2 separate regions of the Mus musculus genome follow, and region 1 is linked to region 2. The links are chromatin contacts, called in public Hi-C maps. All regions are on one chromosome and are shown on one strand. Each heading gives the region's core, a stretch centred on a gene start, on an enhancer-like site or on the middle of the called end of the contact. The rest is flanking DNA. Distances are from core to core; before and after follow the strand shown.

Region 1 (5,783 bases), core at 558-3,057, 300 kb after region 2:
AGTCATCTGTATCCATGTGCACATGCCTCCACAGAGACAAGCACAGGTACACGTAACTTAAAAATAATCCTTTTAAAGGTAGTTAGAGTGGTGCAGAGTTCTGTGACTTATAGATGGGAGAAACTCTTGAAGAGGAGAGGACCCAATGTTCCACCTGGAGGGGCAAAACAGAAAATCTTCTCCTTGGTTCTGCCTAACCATCTGGAAAAAAATGGCAAGAATGAATCAGACAGCCTTCTTCCCAAGCAGGAGCACCTGAGAGAAAGGACTTTTGACTGCATCACCCTAACATCATCATTTCTGACTGTGATAGACACTGGCCCTGCTCATTGTGAACCCACTCCTCTGCACCATTTTCTTTCTAGCCTTTGTGCCTTCCTCAGTACAACAGACCTTTTGAGTGAAGGTATTCCATATACTAGGCAGGGTTCTAGGCTCCCGGACCTTAAGCTGGAGAAGTCCGCCTTCACACCCCGGAAGCACATAGGGCTATCCTGGAGCCCTTTATATTCAGAGCCTTGTCCATCATCCCAGGGTGCTTGCCTTCTCCTGCCCTTGGAATCCTCTGTGACTCAACTCTACTTATACAGACTGCACCACAATGTAGATTTCACACCTGTTAGTTGAATTACATAGAATGGCAGTTCTTAGCCACCAACATTATTTCTTGGCATAGTGAGGGTAGTGTAGAGAAGTCTTTGATTGGTAGGAATTTTGGAAGACAGTGGGAGTCTCTCCAGGATGGATGGATTTACCTGGCAAAAGGTGATATCTTAGGCTAACCTCCTTGGTCTTTTCCAGACTCGTTGTAACTTTTGTTGTTTATTGATCACAGAGTTTACTCACTGTTGGTGAAAGGTAATTTTGGCAACAGGGTGTAGTTAGATTCTGGAAGCTTTCAGACCATTTAATTTCTAAGGGTCTTAGCTTCTCTAAGAAAAGGGTAACGTGGTGTCAAGGCAGTGGTGAGACAGATATGACTACTGTTTGTCACGTGCCTTGTTTCCCTGCATTCCTCCATTCCCTTCCCTTGCTCAGGTACTTGCTGAAGATGTGTCAGTACTGTGACATGCTCTGAGGTCATCGGTAAGTCCATGGCCACTAGTGAAGTCTGGGAACTTGCAAAGCTAGCCTTGAATCCATGCCTTACCAATGTTCTTTTTGCTCTTCTTTTACTCCTCATTTTCTCTGAATTCTCTTCCCTTTGGAAGGCCCCGCTCTCACATCTGGTCTGACTTCAAACTTTCCCTAAATGGTTTGTGCTTGATCTCATACATACAAGGTTAGACCTTACCCTCTGGGTCCGATGCAATCCATTCAGATACCTCGATGAACAGCTATCGATTCAGTTCACCATATATTATTATAACTCAAAGATTGCTTGCTGACAGCTTCGCCTTTGCTCTTTAAAAACAATTCATTGGTTCTTGTTTGATTGTTTATTTCTCTGTGTTTCTCCTATATGATACCACAGTATGTTGTACTTAGTAGGGCCTTGATACAGCCACTGTTGAATGGCTGTACTGATAAGCTGAAAATCAAAACCGTCTTCTCTTTGCCATACCTAGGGATCAGTACCACACCCCAACAAGCAGAATGCATTTAAACTAAAAGGAGTCAGTTGTTGGGTGAAAGCAATTTGGAAACCTATTTTATTTTTCCACCCTCTTCCTCCCAATCCTACAGATTCCGAGGGTTCAGCACCGTATGTCCCCGTGGCTGAACACCAGAAGGCTTAGCAGCTGAGCACAAAACCTGTCTCCAAATTGCACACACACGCCAGGACCTCCTACTTGCTATGTTGTTAGGGCAGCATGGAACACAGAAAAGGTACACTGTGCTACAGGCTGGCTGGCAGGGTCCTGTTCCAGTTCAGGGAAGGCTAAATGAAGAAGAATTGTGTTTTGCAATGTGGCTCTTCAGTAGGAGTACCTGCCGTCTCTGGCTTTTCATCCCTGCAGGGCGGCATATGTTGTATCTTGAGTGCCTTTCAGAAACCTACCCAGTCAAAAGAGATATGCTCATGTAGTGAGAATCTGACCAGGAATTAAAAGCATGTAGAATACAGGCAGATGTCCTTGCTCGCTCTTACAGCAGCACACAGAGAGACAAAAAACACTGTCAGCCTCCAGCAAGAAAAGCAAGTGGTCCATTCCATCTCCACAGTCCCTGAGCCCTCACTTGTAGCTACCCTTTTTGCAGGCTGGCATCTGTGCCCCCCACCCCAGCCTCTGGGAAGGCTTTCCTGACCACCCCACTAAACTTAGCACACTTGCCCGTTAGTACACTGTGCGTTTTCCCCAAGAGTCAATCACTTCTAGGCATTTTTATAGTCATCATTGTTATCCTGTCCTATTTGATGCCAGTGACTTCATAAATGCCATGACTACTCCTTGCAATTTATGAGAACAAAATCTCTATAGGACAGAGTCTAACACATAGATACTAGTGTCGATAGCATGCCTGTGCTGGCCAGATTTCACCGAGGTAACATGTGGCACGTGCATCTAGTTAATTGTGATCCATGCTTGTTTGGAGGATGCTTGTAGTTAAGCAAATGTCCCCACCTCTACCTTATTGACCCCCTGAGTAAAATGCTCAGCTTTGACCTACCTGTGAGCCCAAGGGCCCCTTCTTGCCTCTAGATCTCCAGTCAGAACTTCATAGAAGGCCAGGGGTTCCCCATAATTCTGTGCACTTATGGCTCTTGTGCCACCTTGCTGCCTGCTCCACCCATTCCCATCTGCTACTTTGCCATTTTAAGATCAGACTCACTGGCTCTGTATTGTCCTGGTATGCTTCAGCCTTGTCATACTAGTTAAGAGATGAACCTAAGCCTGTGTCTCCTGATAAGGACATTGAATGGGACCCCCATATCTGCCATTTAGCTGTTCCTCGACATCAGCACAGTCCAGTAGAGACAGGAGCTTTTCTGATTAGTGAAACTCTAGATGTTACTTCTTGACTTCTAGGAATAGTTGGGGGTTTTCCCCATAAGGTCCCACTCGTCCCTGAGGAGATGTAGGCAGTTGGTGCTTGCTGTGGGGACAGAGATCATATTCTTTAGTGGTGTAGTCACTGGTGAGATGCCCTTGCCCAACTGAATAGTCCTATCACCCACACCTATGCAGGCAATCCTAGGGAAATGCAGTGGGCCACGCTAAACAGATGGAAAAGGCATAGAATAGCAAGGACATTGTTGGGAAGAGAGAAGGGCCTTGAGGGGAGGGGGCTAGAAGATAAGAGAATATGCTCGTTGCAGGGTGGTGCTGGCTTCCCACAGACAGGTGCATTGTTTTTACTCAGACAAGAGGAAGGACTGTGGCAGATGGACAGCACCAGAGCTGTTCTGTGGACTCAAGTGGCTCCGGCTCTGCAGCAAAGCCATGTCGGAAAGCTGGTGGGAGGCTGGAATTGAAGGGGAGAATTTCATCAGAGTTGGGATTTTTACATGAGAGAATGAGATTCTCCTAGTTAATAAGCTGATATGTCTGTCTTATAGGTTTAGGTATTCAAGGAAATTGTTTTAAAGTACCAACTTGAAGTAACTAGTGATCTAAACTAAAGTGATGCAGGTGGTGGAATTCTTGTAGTGTGAGTTTTTGCTCTAAACCACATGATCAAGCATGAGCACCCCTGGCTTGTAAGGAAGAGAAGTGAGGAAGCATATGGCTCTTTTTTTTTTTCTTTTAAGGAACTTTCCATTGTGTTCTGCTGCCCATCCCCATCTCCTCCCCTCCCCAACACCAATTCTCCATCCTTTTTCTAGAAACTCCATGCTTTATTTTGCGCTACAGAAGGGCAACCAAGATCCAGACTATTCATAAAAGAAGAGCACAAATGTATTCTGCATTTTTGTGCAGTGCTGTCTGATTTTCCGTGACTCAGACACAGAATGGGCCCACAGTGCAGAGCACAGAGCTTTCCCTCAGCTGACAGACCCACAGAGGAACACAGCCTTTCCGCAGCAGCCGACCCACTGGCTTTGACACTTGCCCTTGGCTCTCTCTTGGTTTTTGGTCAAAGAACACTTTCCATTAGGCCCAGGATGTTCCTTATGTTACCAAAATCGATGCATCAGACGAGCTTTGGTATAGCAGGTTATCCTCTCAGTCTGCGAAGATTACAGGAGAGGGAACAAGTGTACAGGCAGGTGGGACATGTGAGGATGGAGAGGGCGGGGGAGGAGAGCAGCAAAGTGAAGGTCAGAAGTTCCCTGCTGCTTAGGAAGTAGGAGAAGGCCAGAAGGAGGTTTCAGCCTCCTCCTTAGGTTCTAGGGTGTCACACTGTATCACATTCACTATCCATAACAGTTAGTGTTGAGGGTCAATTTGACAGACTCTAGATGGACCTCTGAGCATGCTTGTGGGGCATTATCTTTGCTACATCAACTGGCGTGGGAAGACCCATCTTAATGATGGGTGGGAACACTTCCTGGGCAGGAGATCCTGGTAGATGTAATCGTGCACGTGTTTGTCTCTCTCTGCTTCCTGATTGGAGATGCAATGTCAAGAGCTGCTTAAAGTCCTGCTGCGTCTACTTGCCCACCATGATGCATTGTACCCACTAGCTGCTTTTTGAAAGTATTTAATCACAGCAAGAGAAGGAGGGAAAAAGCTAAGATACCATCTTTATCTCATAAGCTGTCATCATCTTCAAACAATATTCCTATTGACATTTGGGGAAAAACAAGAACACAAGTAGCACACTCAGCTCTTTGGTCCAGCTGCTTCCAGCAAAGCAGGGCAGTAGAGAGACTCCAGGGACAAAGACCTGAGAGTTCAAGGCCACTTCCTGAAGATGGCAGACTCCACATAGTGCACCCTGCAACTGAGTTCTAAGCAGAAGCCTGATCTTCAGGCCCACATCTAGAAACATTGGAGCCCTGTTTCCTCTTTACTGCTCTGGTTAGGTTAGGGTAGGCCTCATCACTGCATGGCTTCTGTGCTGGTTAGTTTTAAATGTCAACTTGCCGTACCCTAGAATCATCTGAGAGGAGAACCTCAACTGAGGACTTGCGTAGGTCAGATTGCCTGGGGATGTCTGTAGGTGATTCAGGACCACCAGCCCTAAGCAGGTGATCATGAACCCTGGGAAAGCTGAGTGTAAGCTGGTTGGCAAGGCACTTAGCATCCTTGCGGTTCTTGCCACCTTTGACTGTGGAGTGAATTCCTTCGCTGGAAGTCATGGTGTGTGGAATAGCAAACTGGCTCATCTTCCTGCCTTGACTTCCCTCAATAGGGAACTGTGACCTGGAATCGGGAGTTGAGCAAACTCTTGTCTCTTTTTCTGAGCTTTTTTGGGGAATGTAAGAAGGATGACTTCGTGCATGCTTTTTCATGTTCTAGAAATCACTTATTGACACCATTTGCTAATCTTCTCCAAGCCACAGACTGATGCTTTCCTTTCACCTTCCATGCGGCAGAGAGACCTGGTAGTTTCATAAGCTGCATCTATAAACACTCAAGTAATAGAGCTCTGTGATGGGCCATTGTTGCTATAGAAACTTTTTAAGAAAAAGAAAACCTAACCTTGTGATAGACACATAAGAAAAATTGTAAGAAATTAGATTTTTCTCCCTCAGAGAAAAATGTGGCTGGAAAGCTAAAGTCTCTCCTCAGCCTCCTAAAAGATTTGTATGAACAATTTCCATGCCTTGGCTACTAGGCATAGAGAGCTGGGGGCTCTGAATTGCAAAAATAATGTTTTCAAAATCAAAGCCATCTATTCCTTTTCAAAGCCTTCTCTTTAATTATGGAGGAGATAGCCAGCGTATGAGGCAG
Region 2 (5,644 bases), core at 2,740-5,239:
CAGTCAAAAACTTTGACCCAGAATTGTACCTATCTAAAGAACTGCAAGGACAAAACTGGAGAAGAGCCTGAGGGAAAGGAGGTCCAGTGACAGGCCCAAATTGGAATCTATCTCAAGGAGATGCTCCAACTCCTGACTCTATTACTGATGCTATGATGTAGTTACAGATAGGAGCCTAGCATGGCTGCCCTCTGAGAGGCCCAACAAGCAGCTGACTTGAGACAGAGCAGATACTTAAACCCAACCACTGGTCTGAAGTCGGGAATCCCCTGTGGTTGAATTAAGGAAAGGCTGGAAGAAGTTGAAGAGGAGGGTGACCCCATAGGAAGACCAGCAGTCTCAACAAACCTGGACCCCCGAGATCTCTCAGACACTGAGCCACCAACCAGGCAGCATACACTAGCTGGTCTGAGGCCCCAGACACATACCTACATGTACAGAGGAGGACTGCCTGGTCTGGACTCAATGGGAGAAGATGCACCTAACCCTAGAGAGACTTGAGGCCCCAGGGAATGGGGAGGCCTAGTAGGGTGTGGGAACATCCTCTTGGAGATGGGGGAGGAGGAATGGGATGAGGAACAGTCAAAGAGCAGAATGAGAGGGGGATAACTACTAGACTAAAAATAGATTAAAGGTAATAATATATACATATGTATATATTTTAATTCATACAAAAGACACTCAAGATTCTAGAGTCCAGGAAACTGTCTTATATACTGGAATGTAGTAGGGAAGCCTGTCTGTTGAAATCTTGCTTCACAAGCTTTTATTTATGCTCCTGTCAAAATTACAAAGTGGTAGAGGTTGAAGAGATAACCCAGCAGTTAAAAGCACTTGCAATGTGAGCTTATTACCTGAATCTAACCCCTGAAGCCCAGGTAAAAGTAGAAGGCTAGAACCTAACTCCACAGTGCTGTCCTCAGGTCACATACACAACTGCACTCAGATATCTTAAAAGAAAACACACACACACACACACACACACACTAGAGTTTATTCCACAGTGTATACATTAATTGAAACAATAGGCCATACCCTAAAACCCTGAACAATTTTATGTCAATTAAATTTTATTTCAATTTAGCAAATTTATTATTCTAGTTTATAATTTATATTCCTAGGAGTAAGAGTAGTTTGTTTGACCAAGTCCTCAACACTGTTAAGACCTGTATTGTCGCAGGCTATTGAGTGAGCACTGTTTTACATTTAAATACTGCAGAGTTGTCTTTTACTGGTTATGGTTGCTAAATATGACAGAAGTAGAAGTTAGTAGAAGTTGCTGCCTACTGAACACTGCTTTCAAAAATGAAATATACGATAGTCAAAAAGCCTTCACTTTTGAATAATTCCTGATGACTCTGTTTCTATTTTTCTTCTCTAACAAATATGGCTCCTTTCTCCACGTGAATGGAGAGGAACTTGGCCTTGAAGAACACAGAGAGAAGGATGTTTCAGAAAAAAAAGGCTAATGTTGTACAGACTGGAGTAGTTGATTCAAAAACAATCCGAGATATTGCAGAATGGAATTATTTAAACAGAGCTAACATGATAGATTAGGGGAAATTTGGGATTAAAGATATTCAACTGGTTAAATCTAAGTCAATAACCCCAAATCCAAAACCCCTGAAATCTGAAATACTTTGAATTCCAAGCATTTTGGATGAGACAAACCCTGTCCTGTCTGAGTGTGCCTGTCTCCATTTCCAACTTAACATCCTGGGGCTTGTGAAAGTGGGCTAAAGTTGGCCAGCCCCCGGGAGATGGAACTGTGGATGAATCCAGGCTTGAGATACATTATTTTTATTTGCTTCTACCCATAGTTCACGTTTGAAGCAGGATCATACTGCTGAAATTCTAGAGTCGCTTAAGTAAATGAAGCTTTGTGTCTGGAAACGTCAGATCCAAATGACTTATAAACTACAGCACTTGAGTTTTTGGTGGTTCTGGCTTCTAATACTATGCCCATCTTAATTTATTCCCTGTAATCGATAAGTACACACTGATTTGTCCAATCTACTTGAGTATTTTACAAGCCACACTATATGAAGATAAGAAATCAAAACCTTTTTTTTTTTGTTGTTATGAATGTTCTTGAAATCATGTGGCATATTATATTTGCCAAGCAGACAGCTACTGACAATACACCTTGTATTTGGTGAATTTTCAAAGGAAAACGATTTTTTTCCTTTCTCAAGATAAGGACAATATCAGCCTCATAAAACGTTTATTTATCCGTGATGATTTATTTGCTCATCAGCTCAAGCCTGTTGCCCAAACTCACTGACTTCCACCAATGGGTCCCCGTAGGAGACAGTGGTGGGCTTCCCTCTCTGCACCTCACAGCACTCACTCACCAACTTCCTCACTGTGCTAATGAGCTTTTCCTCCGTGCTCACCCAGCTCTTGTTGGGGGTGCTCAGTGGTGTCGTTACAGCTTATTGAAAACCGAAAATCATGTCCTCAGGAGGGCTGACTGCGGGCCTGGAAGGGGAAAATACAGTGCCTGTCTGGGAGTTTCTTCAGCATTGAGAGATGCTCAAACCCTTAGGAGGAGACTGGGGAATTTCCCCAGTCTTCCCCCCCATCGCAGCACCCAGGCAGAGGCTGAGCCTAGAGTTGGCGGTAGAGAGATGCCTCTTCAGCCACTGGGAGGCCTCTGCACTCCGTTCCCCGGCGCCTGGCTGCGATTACTCACTGGAGCAGCGGCACCAGCCTTCCACCAGGGAGCCCGAGCTCCCGCCCTCCTCCCCCATCTGCAGCCTGCTGGCTCCCTCTCTCTCTCTGTCTCACTCTCTCTCTCCCTCTCTCTCTCTTTCTCTCCCTCTCGTATCGCAGCACAATGAAAGCCTGTGTTTCGCCGTGAGTCCGAGGAGCGGGAGTCGGTGTCAGGAAAGCGCTCGGAACAGACCTGAAAGAGAAAGGAAAATACAAGCGACTTTTTTCTTCTCTCCCCCCCCCCCACCCGCCCCATCTATAAAGCGAAGCATTACAAGAGATAGAGCCACATTGCCTTTGGGAGTCCAGACCCTCTGAGCCACTGGCCGGGCATGGAATATACAAAACTGGACAGAAAAGTGGCTGGACATGACTCGGTGCAATTTGCTGGAAGTTTGTAAGTTTGACCATCGTTTGTAAATTACTCTCAGAAGACTTTGTCTGTCTTGATACTGTATTAGAATAGAAGTGGGGAGGGGGAGAGGAATAAAAACGTAAGTGGGAAAGGGGGAAATGTGTTGAAGGAGCTCAGTAGCCAGCCACTTCAGACTGCTTTCATTTAAGACTAAGAAACCTAAGAGGGAATCGGGACTTTTGCCGGTGATTGGATTAGCTTGAAGAAAAGAGCATGGTTCTGAAGTCCAATTACTGACGTTGTTAAGACTGAAAAGCTGTCTTCTTTGGGGAGAGGACTACATCCTTCTGTCCCCCCACCCCGAGGAGAAAACACCAACACCGGAGGGAGAGGAAGGGACGGAGAAACCAACATAGTCTTCTCTGATTTCGCACAGTTTGAACATGACTTCGGGAGCCTTGGGAAACAGTCCTGTTGTTTGTTTTTTAACCTGAGGAAAAGTGAAGGCTGCCGGTTCCACAGCCCCCAGGAGAAATGTGTTTCTCTGCAGAAATACCCCTATAAATAATTTCCCGAAGCAGCTAGGTGAGGGGGAGCCCGGATCTCTAGTAATGACTCTATTGATTCCTTTTGCTACGTGCTTCTGCCTCTTCCTTGACAATCCCTGAATTCTTGAACTGTCCCCTAGACTTTGTGTTTACAAAGTACCTAGAGGCTCTTGTCAGCCTGGTGGGGGAGAAAAAAAAATCTACCAACTCCGTCCAACTTCTCCTGAGCTGTCAAATGCAATTAGAGTAAGTTGATCAGGGTTTGTTTCCAACTTCCTCTCTCCAATTGGTTTCTAATCTTTCTCCCCTCCCTCTTGTTACTCGCTCCCCTCCCCCACACCCTCTTCACTGTCTCCCCACCCTCTGGAGACCTCTATTCATGTGCCCTGAACACTGAAACCAGCTTTGCCTGCAATAGCCAGCACCAGCCTCTTGCACCTCACCATCCCAGAGGCAGTAATCATTGTGTCCAACAAGATGGGGGACACAGCGCCCCCGCAGGCCCCCGCAGGAGGGTTGGGAGGGGCTTCTGGGGCGGGGCTCCTTGGAGGGGGCTCAGTCACCCCGAGAGTGCACAGTGCTATTGTGGAACGCCTGCGGGCTCGCATTGCTGTCTGCCGACAGCACCACCTGAGCTGTGAAGGACGCTATGAACGTGGTAGGGCTGAGAGCTCAGACCGAGAGAGGGAGAGCACCATGCAGCTTCTCAGCCTGGTGCAGCATGGTCAGGGGGCAAGGAAGGCTAGCAAACATGCTAAGGCTACAGTCGCGACTGCCACTACCACAGCTCCTCCACCGCCCCCTACTGCCCCTCCTGTGGCCTCCCAAGCGGCAGCCACGGCCCCACCACCTCCACCAGACTATCACCATCACCATCAGCAGCACCGGCTGACCAGTAATGATAACGGTGGGATAAACCGAGAGCAGCCGCCAGCTTCGACCCCGGGGGACCAGCGGAACTCAGCCCTGCTTGCGGTAAGGCACCTGTTTTTCTCCTATGATTCTGGCTGTAGTCATGTGGCCTTTTGCGAAAGTGGTGGCTGTCTTGGCCTCGAATGGAATGGATGGCCATGAAGAAGCCAAGATACCAGTCCCTCAAAAGTTGCTGGGTATGTGTGTGTCGTTGTAAGCTCTCATTCTTAAAGCTACCCGTGCTCATTGTCACTGGACTACACCCAAAGGGTGAAGAGGTAAGAGCCTGGGTTCTCCAGAGGCTCAGAGTCCACAGTTTGTGAAAGAAGACCTTACAGCTGAAAAACCCTTGAGAACCCTCTGCTTTAGCATATTGACTCTGATTAGGCCCAACAAGACATTCTTTACTTGACAGGAACTTAGCTCAGTTGACCTTGTTCATCTTGCCCCATCCTCCTTCCCCTTCTTGTGACCTTCCTCTGGAGTTAAGGGGTGTCTGTGATTGACTATTACTTAACAGTGTCCCCAGAGTTTTAAACAAACATATGGGGAAATACCTCACAGACTACTACAGGAGTGCTTGGGAAGAGGACTACCAGGGTCCTCACAGGCCCCCCCATCCCAGGCCCCAATTCAGTCTTTATTTTGGATCCTCAAATTGAGCACTCACGGAAGCACTGGGGGCTGGTTACTGCGGTTCTAGGAGGCACCATGTCGTCTTCAATCCCTCCTGGTAACAGCACACCAAACCCTAAAGCCTGAGTAAGTTTCTGACTGGAAGTGTTTTCTCAGAGGCTCAGGCAACACCCCCACGCACACATACAGACCCCACAGAGCTTTGAGTCATCATCTTGGTCAGGTGACCCACTGCTGTGGTGTTCCGGCTTCTTCCAAACCGCTAAGCCATTAGCCTTTCCATAGAAGTGGGAAGTCAAGCCCACATGCTTCTCCTGCTAAGCTCCCGAAGTTCTCTGACTGTTCATGGGACAACTGCTGTCTGCCTAAGCCAAGCCTAATGAAAGGCACAGACAGAGAATGGCCATGGGAGCCCCCAAACATTCAGAAAGCCCCAAGGAAGCATGGCACTAAGAAGTTCCTGAAGGAGGAGAAGGCC

What was found. A called contact is a pair of places that touch in the nucleus more often than the background predicts.
Region 1: a Hi-C map of brain shows a contact between it and region 2, with 2.9 times the contacts expected there. The contact joins the enhancer-like site here to the promoter of Maml2 in region 2. A contact is called at or near these places in 1 of 39 promoter capture datasets (neural stem cells), 5 of 484 Hi-C or Micro-C datasets (the Ba/F3 cell line, bone marrow-derived macrophages, brain and 1 more), 21 of 115 datasets of contacts at active chromatin or transcription factors (the 230-238 cell line, bone marrow-derived macrophages, craniofacial prominence and 16 more) and 4 of 9 other capture datasets (adipose tissue, liver, macrophages and 1 more).

Annotation. Positions count from the first base shown.
Region 1 is chr9:13,596,099-13,601,881 of GRCm38.p6, forward strand. All of the region lies in intron 1 of Maml2 (mastermind like transcriptional coactivator 2), which reads left to right. It overlaps Gm51666 (a long non-coding RNA gene), which reads right to left. Exons shown (of 3, transcript XR_003948103.1): 3 at 1-3,408. Among named protein-coding and RNA genes, the nearest start is that of Gm51666, 11 kb to the right of the region's middle. Within about 2 kb of position 1,808, at least 9 of the 459 cell types and tissues checked have an H3K27ac peak or open chromatin away from gene starts, as enhancers often do. A contact at or near this core is called in brain, where this site is marked.
Region 2 is chr9:13,293,969-13,299,612 of GRCm38.p6, forward strand. Maml2 (mastermind like transcriptional coactivator 2) reads left to right here and starts at 3,990. Exons shown (of 5, transcript NM_001013813.3): 1 at 3,990-4,593. The coding sequence starts at 4,096.